2 separate regions of the Zea mays genome follow, and region 1 is linked to region 2. The links are chromatin contacts, called in public Hi-C maps. All regions are on one chromosome and are shown on one strand. Each heading gives the region's core, a stretch centred on a gene start, on an enhancer-like site or on the middle of the called end of the contact. The rest is flanking DNA. Distances are from core to core; before and after follow the strand shown.

The links. A called contact is a pair of places that touch in the nucleus more often than the background predicts.
Region 1: a Hi-C map of endosperm shows a contact between it and region 2, with 2.9 times the contacts expected there. The contact joins the promoter of LOC100282143 here to the promoter of LOC111365147 in region 2. A contact is called at or near these places in 4 of 25 Hi-C or Micro-C datasets (bundle sheath, ear, endosperm and 1 more).

The regions. Positions count from the first base shown.
Region 1 is chr2:34,908,018-34,914,623 of Zm-B73-REFERENCE-NAM-5.0, forward strand. It overlaps LOC100282143 (dopamine beta-monooxygenase), which reads right to left and starts at 2,949. Exons shown (of 4, transcript NM_001155055.2): 1 at 2,500-2,949; 2 at 1,935-2,334; 3 at 1,528-1,823; 4 at 206-831. The coding sequence starts at 2,703. The coding sequence ends at 595.
Region 2 is chr2:34,045,897-34,052,319 of Zm-B73-REFERENCE-NAM-5.0, forward strand. LOC111365147 reads left to right here and starts at 4,308. Exons shown (of 3, transcript NM_001357858.1): 1 at 4,308-4,451; 2 at 4,543-4,608; 3 at 5,964-6,206. The coding sequence starts at 4,404. The coding sequence ends at 6,005.

The sequences.
Region 1 (6,606 bases), core at 1,699-4,198, 860 kb after region 2:
GTTGAGACACAACACAACACTTGGGCGTGCGTCCGACCGCCGCATCACGGTATGGAATGTCGCCGCGCCGGGCGCCCCCAGCGGCGAATCCGGGTTTGATACTTCCATCTGTGGTCGGTGCTGGTACGCACCACACCACAGCATCCTGGTTGGTGCTGTTCTGAAACGACGCATAAAGATCATTGATCAATGCACGGTGGAGACAAAAGAAGAAGAAAAGGGCGAAGAACATGCTATCGTCCAAAAAGGGTACAACACAACACGACCACGTACCAATCAATGTACAAATTTATGAATCAGAGCGTCCAGCTAGCCTAGAAACAGCAGACCGTCCCCTTCCTCACATCCTATACCTAAAAAAAAAAACATTTTTTTTTTAATTAGCCAACCAAAGCACGCCCTCCTCGAACCAATAATGCACTGTCCAGCTGCGAGCTACGGAACAACAAGAATGGTGTGTGTGTGCGCGCGCGCGCGCTCGGCGCTCGTGTGTCTGTCACGTCCCAGCTGGCCGTGGAACGCTCAGTTTAACGACACCAAACTTCGCCGTCAGCTGTTGGGACCGAACTGTGACTCTTACGTGTCGCTAGCTCATCAGTCGTCGTCGGCGTAGCAGCGCTTCATCTCGAAGGCGGCGACGGCGAGCACCCAGACGGCGACGAACACGCCGTAGGAGACGATGTAGGCGCTGGTCTCCTGCGCGATGGAGAGGCCCAGGAAGATGTTGCCGATGGCCAGCAGGATCGCCGCGCGCCCGATGTTGTGGTGGTACCAGTTCCAGAACCGCCGCACCTTGGACGTCTTGTCCGGCCGCGCCAGGATCGCCATCACCTGGCGGAAGACCAAAGCACGCATCAGCATCAGCCATAAGCACGCACGGAAAGGCAACAATATAGACGCTCACTCCACTAGTTCATCTGAAAAAAATGGACTTTTTACGACGCTCGGCCCTTCGTTAGGGACTTTTTACTCCACTGGTAGTACTGCGGTTTCCCTAGGTTCAATGTTAACTTGAGTGATCGACAGCTTTCACATGCACACTTGAGTTGTCGAGTTGTTGAGCCATACTTCCGTTGGCGACCGAAGCTTCCAAGCATAAAAACTACTCCAGCCGCTTTCTCGGAACCCGTCACCTGCCAGCTCAAGAACGTGCAGAGGCTACGCCGCGCATTGTCTGTCTAGCCTCTGCTGTCAACAAAAATGGAACCCTCTATATTCTGGTTGCAGGCTTCTCGCTTTCACGGGGCATGTGAGTGACTCAAGACGTCCTCTCTTCTTCAGTGCTATAGTGTACTTAATCACGGTCAACCACTACAAACAAACACCCGTAAAACTACGCTGCTTTATCCAGCCTGGCCATCGCGGCAGATCTATATATTCCAATCTACAGCGTACGCATGTGCCGAGCAAACCGAAAGTGGATACCAATACAAATTATCAATGATCTGTATTCAATTTCCCCCGTGTTATCTACGAGTAACTCAGACAATTTTCTATATTTTTTTCTTTGCCTAAAAAAAAGCGTACCTGAAGAGACGCCATGGCCAAGATGGCGATGCCGAGCGCCTTGTGCACGTCCACGTTCCTGAGCCCGTCCTCGCTGAGGCGGAAGCCGAGGACGATGCCCGCGATGCCGACGGCGTAGCCAGCCACCTGGATGGCCATGTGGGTGTAGAACCAGCACGGGTCCAGCTGCCGGAAGTAGCGCGCGGTGATCATGCCGATGGGCATCAGCACGCCCCACCCCATCATGCCCAGCAGCCCGTGCTTCCTCTCCGGCGGGAACGCGGCGTCGCCGGACCCGGCGACGTTGTACGACAGCCCTGCGCACACGCACGCATTTGTCGATTCGACACACACACACACCGGGGGTGGAGAAAAAAAAATGTAAAAACCGCGTGGATTAATTCGGGGGCCGGGGGCCGGGGACGTACCGGAGGTGTAGTTGAAGGAGCGGGAGGCCATGTTCTGGTGCGCCGGCAGCCGCAGCGAGTCGGACTGCGGCAGGCTGCCGTCCGGCCCGACGGCGTAGATCAGGTACGGCTGCGGGTAGTCGGTGCTGAGCTGGAAGGCGAGGTAGAGGCGGCCGGAGCGCGAGGCGACGGCGGTCCTGTTCCTGACGAGCTTGAGGAGGCCCCTGTTGGGGGCGCACTCCTCGGGGCTCTTCCCGCCGAGGTAGTACTGCTTGACGGTGCCCCTGCCGTTGGCCGCCCACCCGACGACGGCGCTGCTCCCCACCATGGCGCCCTTGCCCGAGAAGCCGACCGCCACGTACGAGCCCCTGTCCGGCGCCGAGAGGATGAAGCTCCACTCGCTGGGCCCCGTGTTCTTGTACTGGCGACCGGCACGGACGATGCGTGGTTCGGGTCAGATCGGGGTTATTGATTGACTAAGTAGCCCACGGTGGGCAGTGAGTGCAATGGTAGTGGGATCTAGTCTAGAACGTATGTGAAAAAAGGAAGGAGATGGATCACAGAAATGCTCCAGCAGCAGGCATACCCTGAGGACGAAGTCCTGCTGCTTCCAGGCGGCGGTGCAGCGGAAGGACGTGGAGTCGAAGGGCACGAGGCTGGCGACCGCGACCTTGGCCCTGGCGCACGAGTCCGCCGCCGACTCCTGGTGGCTCAGCGCGACGCAGAACCCGAGAAGGCAGAGCAGCAGCACCAGCAGGCGCACGGAGCGCGTCCCGGAAGAAGCCGCCATTGCCCGTGCGCTGCTCGCTCCCTGTTCCTGCGCTGCCCTTCCTGCCTCGGGCTGTGTGGCCTTGCTGGATTTGGCAGGCGCCGGGACAAGATTGGTGCGTCGAAGCGAAGGGAAGGGATGGATGGCCACTGGCCAGGCGCGGGCGGGGCCGGGGCCTAGGGGACAGTTTGGCAGGCCACACGGTGGGTGAGTGCCGCCCGTTAATCGATTCGCGTAGGAGAGTATGCTGCTACTTGCTACTGCTACTGTCCTCGGAAGCGTCTGTGCGTGTGCGTGTGTGTATATATGTATCACAATGTGGAAGTGTGCTCTGGTTGGTGGTGATGCTCCGTGTTCTGTTCACCTGGAGAGCGCACATGGCGGCAATCAACGAATTGCCGGTTCTAATCGTGACGGCCTTCAACTTGGTATAGAAAACGAGGTCCTCTCGTGCTCTTTTTACCCAGACACAGTAAGTAATACAGGAGTATGCTCCCCAACTTGCTGCGGTTACCGGTACGGCACAGTAGCAAACCAAGCATGACACCTGCGTCCGGATCCAGCCAGGAAGAAGCCGTTGCGTGAGAGTGCACACTAGAACCAATCGGGATCCCATCCGGTCCAACACAACACCGCATAACATGTCGCTTGTCCCGTAGGGGGCGGACCGGCGGACCTGGCCGCAGGGCATCAAAGAGCAGCGGTGGTTCTCCGCCGAGGCTTGAGCTGCCGAACAGACGGAAAGGGGCGGAAAAGGCCGGCGGTGGGGCAGGTCCCCAGCGGTGAGAGAGAGAGGATTTGGATGGGAAAGGCTGGCCCCAGATGATTATTGCGCGCTGGAACAGCTCACGGTTTAGCTGCACGGATTAAAGGAAGATGCGGGCTCACATGCGCCCTGCCCCGGATCAATCCATTGGTTTTCCAGGGGTGCGCGTCCCTGTCTGGGCCAGCACCCGTCACCCGGTGTACACTACACACACAGTTTACTCGGAGTTGAAGGCTGACTTTGATCTACCACTAATAAGGGTTATTTGGTGAACATAGAATTGAAGGGGTCCATAGAGAGAAATCCACTCGCTATTTGAAATTCAATAGCAAGAGGATTTCTCCGCATGAATTCTCTCCAATTCAGGCCTTGTTCGGTTAATCCCGTTACTTATGGATTTGACTGGATTAGAAAAAATTGTGAAGAAATTTAACTTGCTTGGTATTTAAACCCACCCAATCCCACTCAATCCACATGGATTGAGAGCTAACCGAACAAGCCCTCGCTGGTCACCAAATTAGCTCTAAAAGATCGTTGTGCCATTAGGTCGGTTGGACATTTTTTTTACTTGTTTCTTTTTTAAAAGTTAAGTTCATAATAATAAAGATTAATTGGGCTTATATGCTCTTCCGTGCCCCTATTGATAAAAATCAAATGTCGGTTTTCAAACAATGAGTGAGAAGGTTAAGGATTAGTTGGTTCTAAGTTTCAACCAAATTGTTGAATACTTAGAAACTTTATTTTTTTCCTCTTTAACCTTATTATAAAAGCGACCTTCCACACCTACCCTTTCGCACATGAGGGTGGAAGTGGTGGATGGTAACAGTGGAAGGTGTTTTTTTTACAAAATATACGAAGCAATAAAGGATGTTAGATATGTGATCGATGATCGTGATGCACCATGTGCCCCAAAGATTCATGTGTACCTAATATGTTTTCAAGTCTACTAGGTGAGGGAAAAAACTGACAAAGCTGTAATAAAAAAAAGGCTTTCTGCATTTAACTTAGTACAACAAGAGCATGTCTCATGGACAATTGAAATATTCCTGTGATTCCTGCTAGCAGTTTCCAGAGTGTGTCTCAGCAACCTCAAAGCAAGAGTTCTGACATGAGATGAAACTATGTTATTCGTGCACACCTATGTGAGAACTTGTAACACCTGCAAATGAATGTTACAATAGGAATGACTAGATGCCTCTTTAACTGCCATCATTCTGTAAGTGTAAGCACTTTTGCAAGAGCATGTGCCATAGAAAATAACAACAATTCGAACAAGACTTGAAAATGCTTGTTGGTGGTAAAAGAGAATTTACCATTTTATTTCCATCTCACTTTTTTTTCTTAGTTTTGGGAGACAAAGGTTATAGAAACCTTTTGGGGGAGAATTTGGAAGTCAGATTGTAGAAACGACGATCGTGTGCATCTGTTTTCAAATTGGACCACCAAGTATTATCATATATACCATTTGTAGCCCCTTGAACTCCTCATTCATCATAAAGTGCCATGATCTTGACACGGAAGTGGAAAGATACACTATAAAAGTTGTAATGGGAGCGCTTGGGTAGCGTAGCGTAGCGTTTCAGCTTGACGTCATACCGGAGCGGAGCATCATGTCGCGAGCTGTTTCTAGTGGAAAAAACTAGGTCCTGAGCAGTTTTCACGGCCTGATGGCCATCCACTACTTGCGCGGGCTGACATTTGGGTCATTAATTAAATTAAACTATTATGGCACTTGAACCATATAGTGGGGTGGGGGATTATGAACTCTGGACTTTAGATCGATGAAATTTGCCTAGATGGCACTGGACGCCTTCAGTTTATTTTCTTCTCCTTACCTCGTGGCTGGCTGGAGTGGACGAGACTGCGTTCCCACGTCGTTGTAGAATCCATGGACATTCTTGGAGATCCTGTTGATTATACGATCGAGACCGGGCTCAGTCGTTGAACCGCAGGCAGGACGCGCATGTTACTCCGTGCTGCTGCATGCTTGCCCGTAGTAGTAGTACGTCGCAATTTGATCTACTAGTCAATCAACAACCCGATTTCCCGGATCAGTAGTAATCCGTCATCTAGAAGCTGTCGTCGTCTCAGCGTTTTTTTCCCTCTCTCTCCTTCCTGTCCTTTAATTCTGCAGGACGCAGAAAACTGTGGCTCTGATCATCTGATGCATCTCGCTAAAGCTCACCCATCATGTAACCAAAAGCATCACATGAACGCTCTGTCTAAAGTGGAGATCACATGCGTGGTAAGATAGGCGGGGGGGGGGGGGGGGGGGGGGGGGGGCGGACAACCTGTTCCGATCGTGTGAGTGCGATCTGCGGAAGCGAGGAGCTAAGCTGGCGAAAAGAAAGGGGAAAAAAAGCCTGAAAGACCGCAGGAAAACCACCATGGCGAGCACGAGCATGCAGAGAAAGGCAGATCACCGATGGAGCTGAAAGAAAGAAAGAAACGACCACAGATCACCGCTTCGGTAGCGTCCGACTGCCTTTTTCTGCCACCCTTCGCCTACCTCCGGCCTCCGGGGTCGTTGCATGCAGTGAACGACGCGGCAACGCTGAAGAGAAAGAAGGCGCAGAACGATTTTACCCGTATCGCAGTACAGCACGGAGGCCTAACGCCTAACCCATCCACCTGTCCAGGCTCGTCAAAGTGAAACACCATCGACGCCAATGCAAAATGCTGCTCGCCATTCATCAACTGACGCCACGTTACAAATGAGGAGACGGAGGCGTACGCTCGCATAGTCGCATGCCCGGCGCGGTACCGGCACCGGCACCGCTGCCAGACGTCCGCGAGCGCATGTGACGTGACGACGTCTCGGCACCGCACCAACCGCTACATGCCGCGGTGCGCGTGAGCTGGAATACGATATTCTCCAACCCAGCGCGGCCCAGCGGCGTTGCTTGGCTCGGCTTGGCGACTAGGCCACGAGTTAGGTGGCCGCTCCTGCGTGCATGGTTTCTTTTCTTAATTACCCCCGGCCCATGTGGTTCAGGTCCAGCGACCACTACTAGCAGGTCCATTTGTCTGTCAGTCGATTGGGAGTCCGTCCGGGCGTGGTAGCCTAGCTGGAGTATCTAGGTTTCTCTCATTCTCTGGAAGAAAGCGTTCCGGCTAAGGCCCTGTTTGGTTGTTCCGGATTGGAGCCCCAGATTAAT
Region 2 (6,423 bases), core at 3,058-5,557:
TATTATACAATTTTTAGTTGTCTCTTATATTTATGAAACCGATCCAAATGGTCAGGGTTGTACATGCCCCTCGTATCTGATATTCTCGGCTGATCCTAGCTAGCAGAAATTATTCTTATCAACCGTTAGTTAATTGTTTATATCCTTCCACAATATAATGATACACACACATATTCATATACATTTAAAAAACACATTTATAATCAATACATTATAAGTATCAATTCACATATCACACAAATAAATCCATATCATATTTATAAATCTGTAAGAAACCTTCAAGTCTAAAACGTTTGAAACAACATAATAAGTATCAATATTCATATATATCCAATCAATCTTAGCTCGAATCCATCATATGAATAGAGTTCTCGTTTCTACTCTGGTTAACAAATAAGTTAGACTCCTCGGCGTCTTCGTATAGTGCTAGTTATGGAGGAGAAGACTGGAAACTTTATATACGACGTTGAGTTAGAATTGAGTTACATTGACTTATTGACTTTTAGTTCCTATATTTTATTTTATTTTATTTTATTTTATTTTAGTTTCTAAAGTAATAAATACGGAAACTATAGTTTTTATATTTAATAATTTAAATAATAAAATAGAATAAAATGGAGAGAATAAAAATTAGTAACTAAAAACAAAACAGCCTAGTTAGACTCTGATGGCTAGACCACACGTACGGCGGCCTGGAATGCATGCATCCAGATTCCAGCATTCATCTCAGACGGCCCTCTTCTTGCAGTCCCCTGGTGAGCTGAGCGCCTGAGCCCTTCTCTTCTTGGAGAAACTGCACTGGTCGCTTTTCACATTTCAGCCACCAAACAGATTAGCTGATGCCACATTAACAACATGTTTAGTTTGAGGAATGAGACTCATCACATTCTCGTTTGATTTGTAAAATAGAATGAGATGATCCGTCATTATCCTATTTCTCATGTGCTAATAATTAATAATAATATGAGGAATGAGTTTATTCTACTAAACTTGTGAAATTGACTTATGATACATCATCTCATATATAATGGATTGATTATTAAACTAAACATCTCCTAAAAGAATCAGAGGGACGAACACAATGTGCAACAATTTCATTACTCTTTATTAGTATAGCAGTATAGCACCTAGTGCAATGTCTGAGAGGGCCATTAGTTCTACATCCTCAGCTTTCGGGGAGAGCACAAATCGCGTCGTTTTTCACCAAGGAATCGTTTGCGTGTGGGTGAGTGGGTCTGCGGATGCCTATCCAAGACTCGGAGATTTTCTTTTTTCCCCACAATCTTATATAGTTGGCCGCACGATTGGATCACCGTTACTCGATAAGTGATCATCTTCCATCGCTAAGTCACCAAAATAAGTAAAGTCAAAAGAGAGAGAAAAGGGAAGTCTAGTTCACGTACGTGACCTTTTCTAAGCCACATCCTAAGCTATAGTTATTGGCAGTGACAGATCCAGTATCAATGACAAGGAGGGACTAAAAGCTAACTATATTTTTTCTCTCATATTCTTCCTTTTTTTCTCTTCACCTTCTTATTCCTTCATCTCTCTTTCCCCTCTTCTTCCTTCCTCTCCCTTCTTTCTCCATTCCTCTCTCTTTCTCATTTTCTTTCTTCCTCTCTCCCTCCTGCTTGCTGGAGCCCACCCAACCCCTCCTCTGGATCCGCCACTGGTTGTTGGCTCTAAAATTACATTTACACCCGTCTAGCCAACTATAAATATATGTATTTTTTTCTAAAACTATAAAAACATACATATGGACACTTTACTACACATCTTCTCACCTTCACAGACGATGTCGGCCCAACCCACCCAAAGGTAGAATTGGATTGGATTGGTTTATTGAGTGGCAATGTGGATTATTGAGTTTAGAATTTTCGTGAAGATTAGTGCTGCAAAAGGGATTTGCTGGATGTAGAATATCCGTCATTTTTGCTTTTAGCGCATGGTTCTTGATGTATTTATCATTCCTTGCAAAAAATGATATATTTATCTTTAAGTAGTACCATACACTTTATCAGTGAGAAATGTCTGCTTAAGTGCTTATATGTTTGTTCTCACTCCCAGAAATTTGTCAGAACCACGTTCAGAACTGGAGTTGGGGTCAGGGAAGCAGCAAATTGGATAGGTCTAGACGAATGTTTCTCACAGGTAGTTTATTACATCGTTCTTTCGTACCGCTTTAGGCTTAGTTTGGATACTTTAGTATTAATCTCAATCCACATGTGGATTAAAGTTAATACTAGAATACCTAAAGAAACCCTTAGAGCTATTTGGTAACAAGTGAGTTGGAGAAAGTTCATGGAGATATCCTTGCTATTTAATTTTGAATAATAAAAGATTTCCTCTTCTATGAATCTCATCTAAATTCATTGTCACCAAACTAGCCTTATCAAGGAGACTACAAGTATATCTGTACAGATTGATATGTGAGTTAGTTCGATTTACCGGTTTCTCGGTACTCTTACCACTGTTGTGCGAGATGCCTTTCTCGCTACGATTTCTAGTATATTCCGGTCCCAAAACAAAAACAGTATCACAACCAATTGTTTTGGTCAAAACGAGATTTCGCTATGGTAAAAATGAAAAGGTAACCTCTAACATAGTAGGATGCAAACCCACGATACCGTTGCTTCAGTGTCGCTTCCTACACTTGTGACTCCATTTAGGCCCAAAGATGTGCGGGTTCTGCGATGGGCTGACCTGCTCGTTTATTCGGAGGCCTAGCAGCCATTGGCGTCGAAGCCGCCTCCAGTGTCGGACTAGGAGAAGTAGGAGTGAAGTAAGGAACGACGTTGACATTTCCCTCCTTTGCACACCAGGATCACCTCAGACAGGTGCACAAGGAAACTGTTGGTGCAGATACTCCAAATATCCTCTCTATTAGCAACAGAAACATGAAAGGTCTATTTATAACATGCGTGTATATATATATAATTGCTAGTGGCTAAAACTAGTTATAGAGGTTTCAAACAATCTAGCTAAAGTCTCGCCTAATTGCTAGCTAGATTTCCAACTAACAATTAGTTTACTAGTTGAATTGGTACAACTAAAACTTGTCAAAAACAATATTGTCCTTTTATCTTTTTATTACAGTTCTTGGTCACCACTCTGCACTCGACGCTCGCTCAAAATGACACTATTTAGCAAAAACATTGTTGCCTCACCGCTGCTGCGGCACGAGGTGTGAAGCTACGTAGTAAATAGAGAAATTCGCAAAACTAGTGATTTAAACCAGATTTTCACTATATATGTACCACCTACATGTTATCACCATGCATCCTTGAAACATGTGCACCATTTTCTGATTCACTCTAGCCTCGCCACGGTTCGACGCATGACTCCTGCTGGGTTGGTCAGCCGTTGCAATCCTTTTTACCGTGCCCCGATTGATCCGTCACCCACATTTCCAGCACCCTAGCTGTCGGTAGTTATGTTCATGTAGCACAACTACCGTATTTTTTTTACGGATTCATGTTAGTTGTGATGTATTTGAAGTGTGGAAATAATTTCTTTTTAAATAAAAAGGATGACAGTAAAAAAGGACTCCAAGACAATACAAAAACTAGTATGTTCAGCTAACCTATTAGCTAGGGGTTTCAAATAGCCTCAGTTAATAGTTAGCTAACCCATTTTAGCTAACAATTTATTAGCTGACTAACTATTAGATCAACTCCAAAAGACTCTATATATTTTTTTAATTGATTTGAATAAAAATTTTAGAAAAAATGTCCTTCAACGGTTTATTTAAATGGTTATTCAAATATAGACATTTTCTTTTCTGGGTTTCTGGATAGCTAAAAATAGAAAAAATGACTCTTTAGAAAAACTGTTTGCCCTAAAGGCATAGAAATTGGTTTTTATACAAATGACAGTAAATTTTGAAAGACTCTTGGTGATGTTGTCTGTCCTGGAGATTGATCGAGAGCCAAAAAGTCCTATATGACAGATGGAGTTACTATCGTGGTTATGCTGGTAAGGTTCTGTGTGGAAAGCAACTCAGTTTTTAAATAACTACTCCCTCCGTTTCTTTTTATTAGTCGCTAGATAGTACAAAATTGTACTATCCAGCGACTAATAAAAAGAAACGGAGGGAGTACTAGTTTTTATTTTTAGTCAGGAGAGACTAGCTTAGTTTGTGAATTCACTTTGTATCGTCTCATCAGTTATCCTTTCTCGATCTCCCTCAGTGACACGCGGGTCCCGCTTACCAGGATAACTCCACCAGGCCGTCCAGGAGGAGAACTCCGCCTCCGTGTTCTCGTCAATGGGCCATATAAGGCCCAGCCCACCGATCCTCCTCTTCTGTCTTCTCCCCTGCGTCAAAGACGACGCAAGCCCTTGCCTCTCCCTACTCCAAACCCTCGCCGACTCAGATCCAGCTTCCTCGCACCGCCGTCGCCATGCCGTTCACTCCAGGCCCCTACTCTGGCGTCAGCACCCTCGCCCTTGTAAGTACCTGTTCTCCCAGATGATTCTGTCCTGGTTGCTTCCGGATCGGATCTGAATCCCTCATCGCGCTTCCTCGTCTTGTCTCTGCAGGTGGCGAGGGCGTCGGCCTTTGGCGTCGGTGTCGTCTACGGGAGCATCAAGCTCTCAATCCTAAAGGTACGTCATCTTGTGAATTGACTGACTCAACCTGGTAGCGGAGGTTTTTTAGATGGTTCGAATTCCGCAACGCTTTAGCATGGTTCAGGAATCGGCTAAGGATTTTATGATGTGAGGATTCGACGGAATGCCGTGAAATTAACCTTTTCCTACGTTGATGCCCTTACTGGAACAGTTTCGAGCCTCACTCGTCTGGATAGTCATAGACTGATGGGTAATTTATGTCGGTATGAGTAGTTGAGTTTAAATTAACAACGAGCTGATGCTTGGCATCGCGGAAATAATTTGTTTAGAATAGTTCATCAACCAATTGAGGCTGTTGTATAGCTGCTTGTTAGTTTATGGCTGCGACAAACTGTTTTGCCCTGATTTGTCTCCTCTGCATGTTTGTGGGCACTACACGTCTACAATGACATTCTTCTTACTTGAAGATGAGTTTATATATTTGCTCCTGAGTTTTCACATCCTGGAAGTTCCCCAAAAACATGTTAGGTATAATACTTTTTTTGTTGGTATTGTATGAAAGCCATTCTTTTCCGATGAGTGCATATTTCCTGCTAGATATGATTTCATATTTTGCCAGCCCTTGAAACAGTAGGCACACTGAATGAATGGGCTTAAATTTATGTTATAAATTCTTTTGTTGTGATTGGTGAAAACTCTGGTAACTGTAAAAAGCAAGTCATACTTATTCTAAATGATAAATGATGATGGTCGGTTTTGTTTTGTTCGTAAGTCTTGATATATGAAACTGTCAGCGTCTTTTTTCCAGATTATTCGTGCAAAAGTAGAAGGAGAATTTTGGTGATGTTAATGGTCTTCTGATAAAAGCTTACTTTGTTTGGTCTATCACTCTTGCACCCCTCTTCTCTAATAGATGGCTGTGTTGGTTCTTCATAGTTTCCAGCATAGTGTAGATCTTTGTACTGGTCCTTTTAAACTGGTTGACATACACATTCACAATTCACTAATTTATTTGTGCTGGTTGCTCCTACCTTTAAATTTAGCACTGTGATCTATACTAGTTACTGATTTTGATTGAATTTGTTATATTCAGACTTTAGTAGATGCTGCTACCATTGACTTTTTCTATGCAAGCTTATGGAACCAGTATACTGAGCTTGTTCTGCTGTTGTTTCAACTTTGGGCCTGGTTACAGTTTAACTTGCATGCCGCTTTGTGTTTGTGAAAGATCATGTTTGCCTCATTCCCTATTTGAACCGTGGTCGTTTTTAGTAAGAAGCCTAGCTGCACTCTTGTAACAAGTGCATCTCAAGTTTATTTGTTGCTTCATTCCCTATTTGCTGCACTGAACCGTCCAATTCAATTTTCTTACGTTGCACTTTCTCTTTCAGGTAACAAAACCTAAAAAGGAGGAAGTGCATGATCATCACTAAGGATGACAGGGCTGCTACATGTTATAAAATTGGCAGTGCACCCCTTCTCCATACGTGCAATTTCGTTTATGATTTGTGGACCTGTCTGTAACATACCTGCTGTTTTTTTTGTGTTGTAATAAATTCTTATACAATGACATGAAATCAGGAAGTGGAAAAAGCAATATTAATAATTGCAAGTCGTTCGACAAATCTTGATTAGTTGGGCCGGTTGCCTGTTAAAAGAGATTTGGTGGGTGTGGTTGTCCAGACCGTCCGAACTAGTGGACAATAAGGGCGCTAGGATACTGTGGAGACCTTAACAGTTGCTGACAATTGGACCCATATGGCAGCCACTCTTAAAGGCCATGCAATATAGACCCTGTTTGTTACCGTTTATGACAATCAATTTATATAATCTCATAAGTTAGGGGTATTA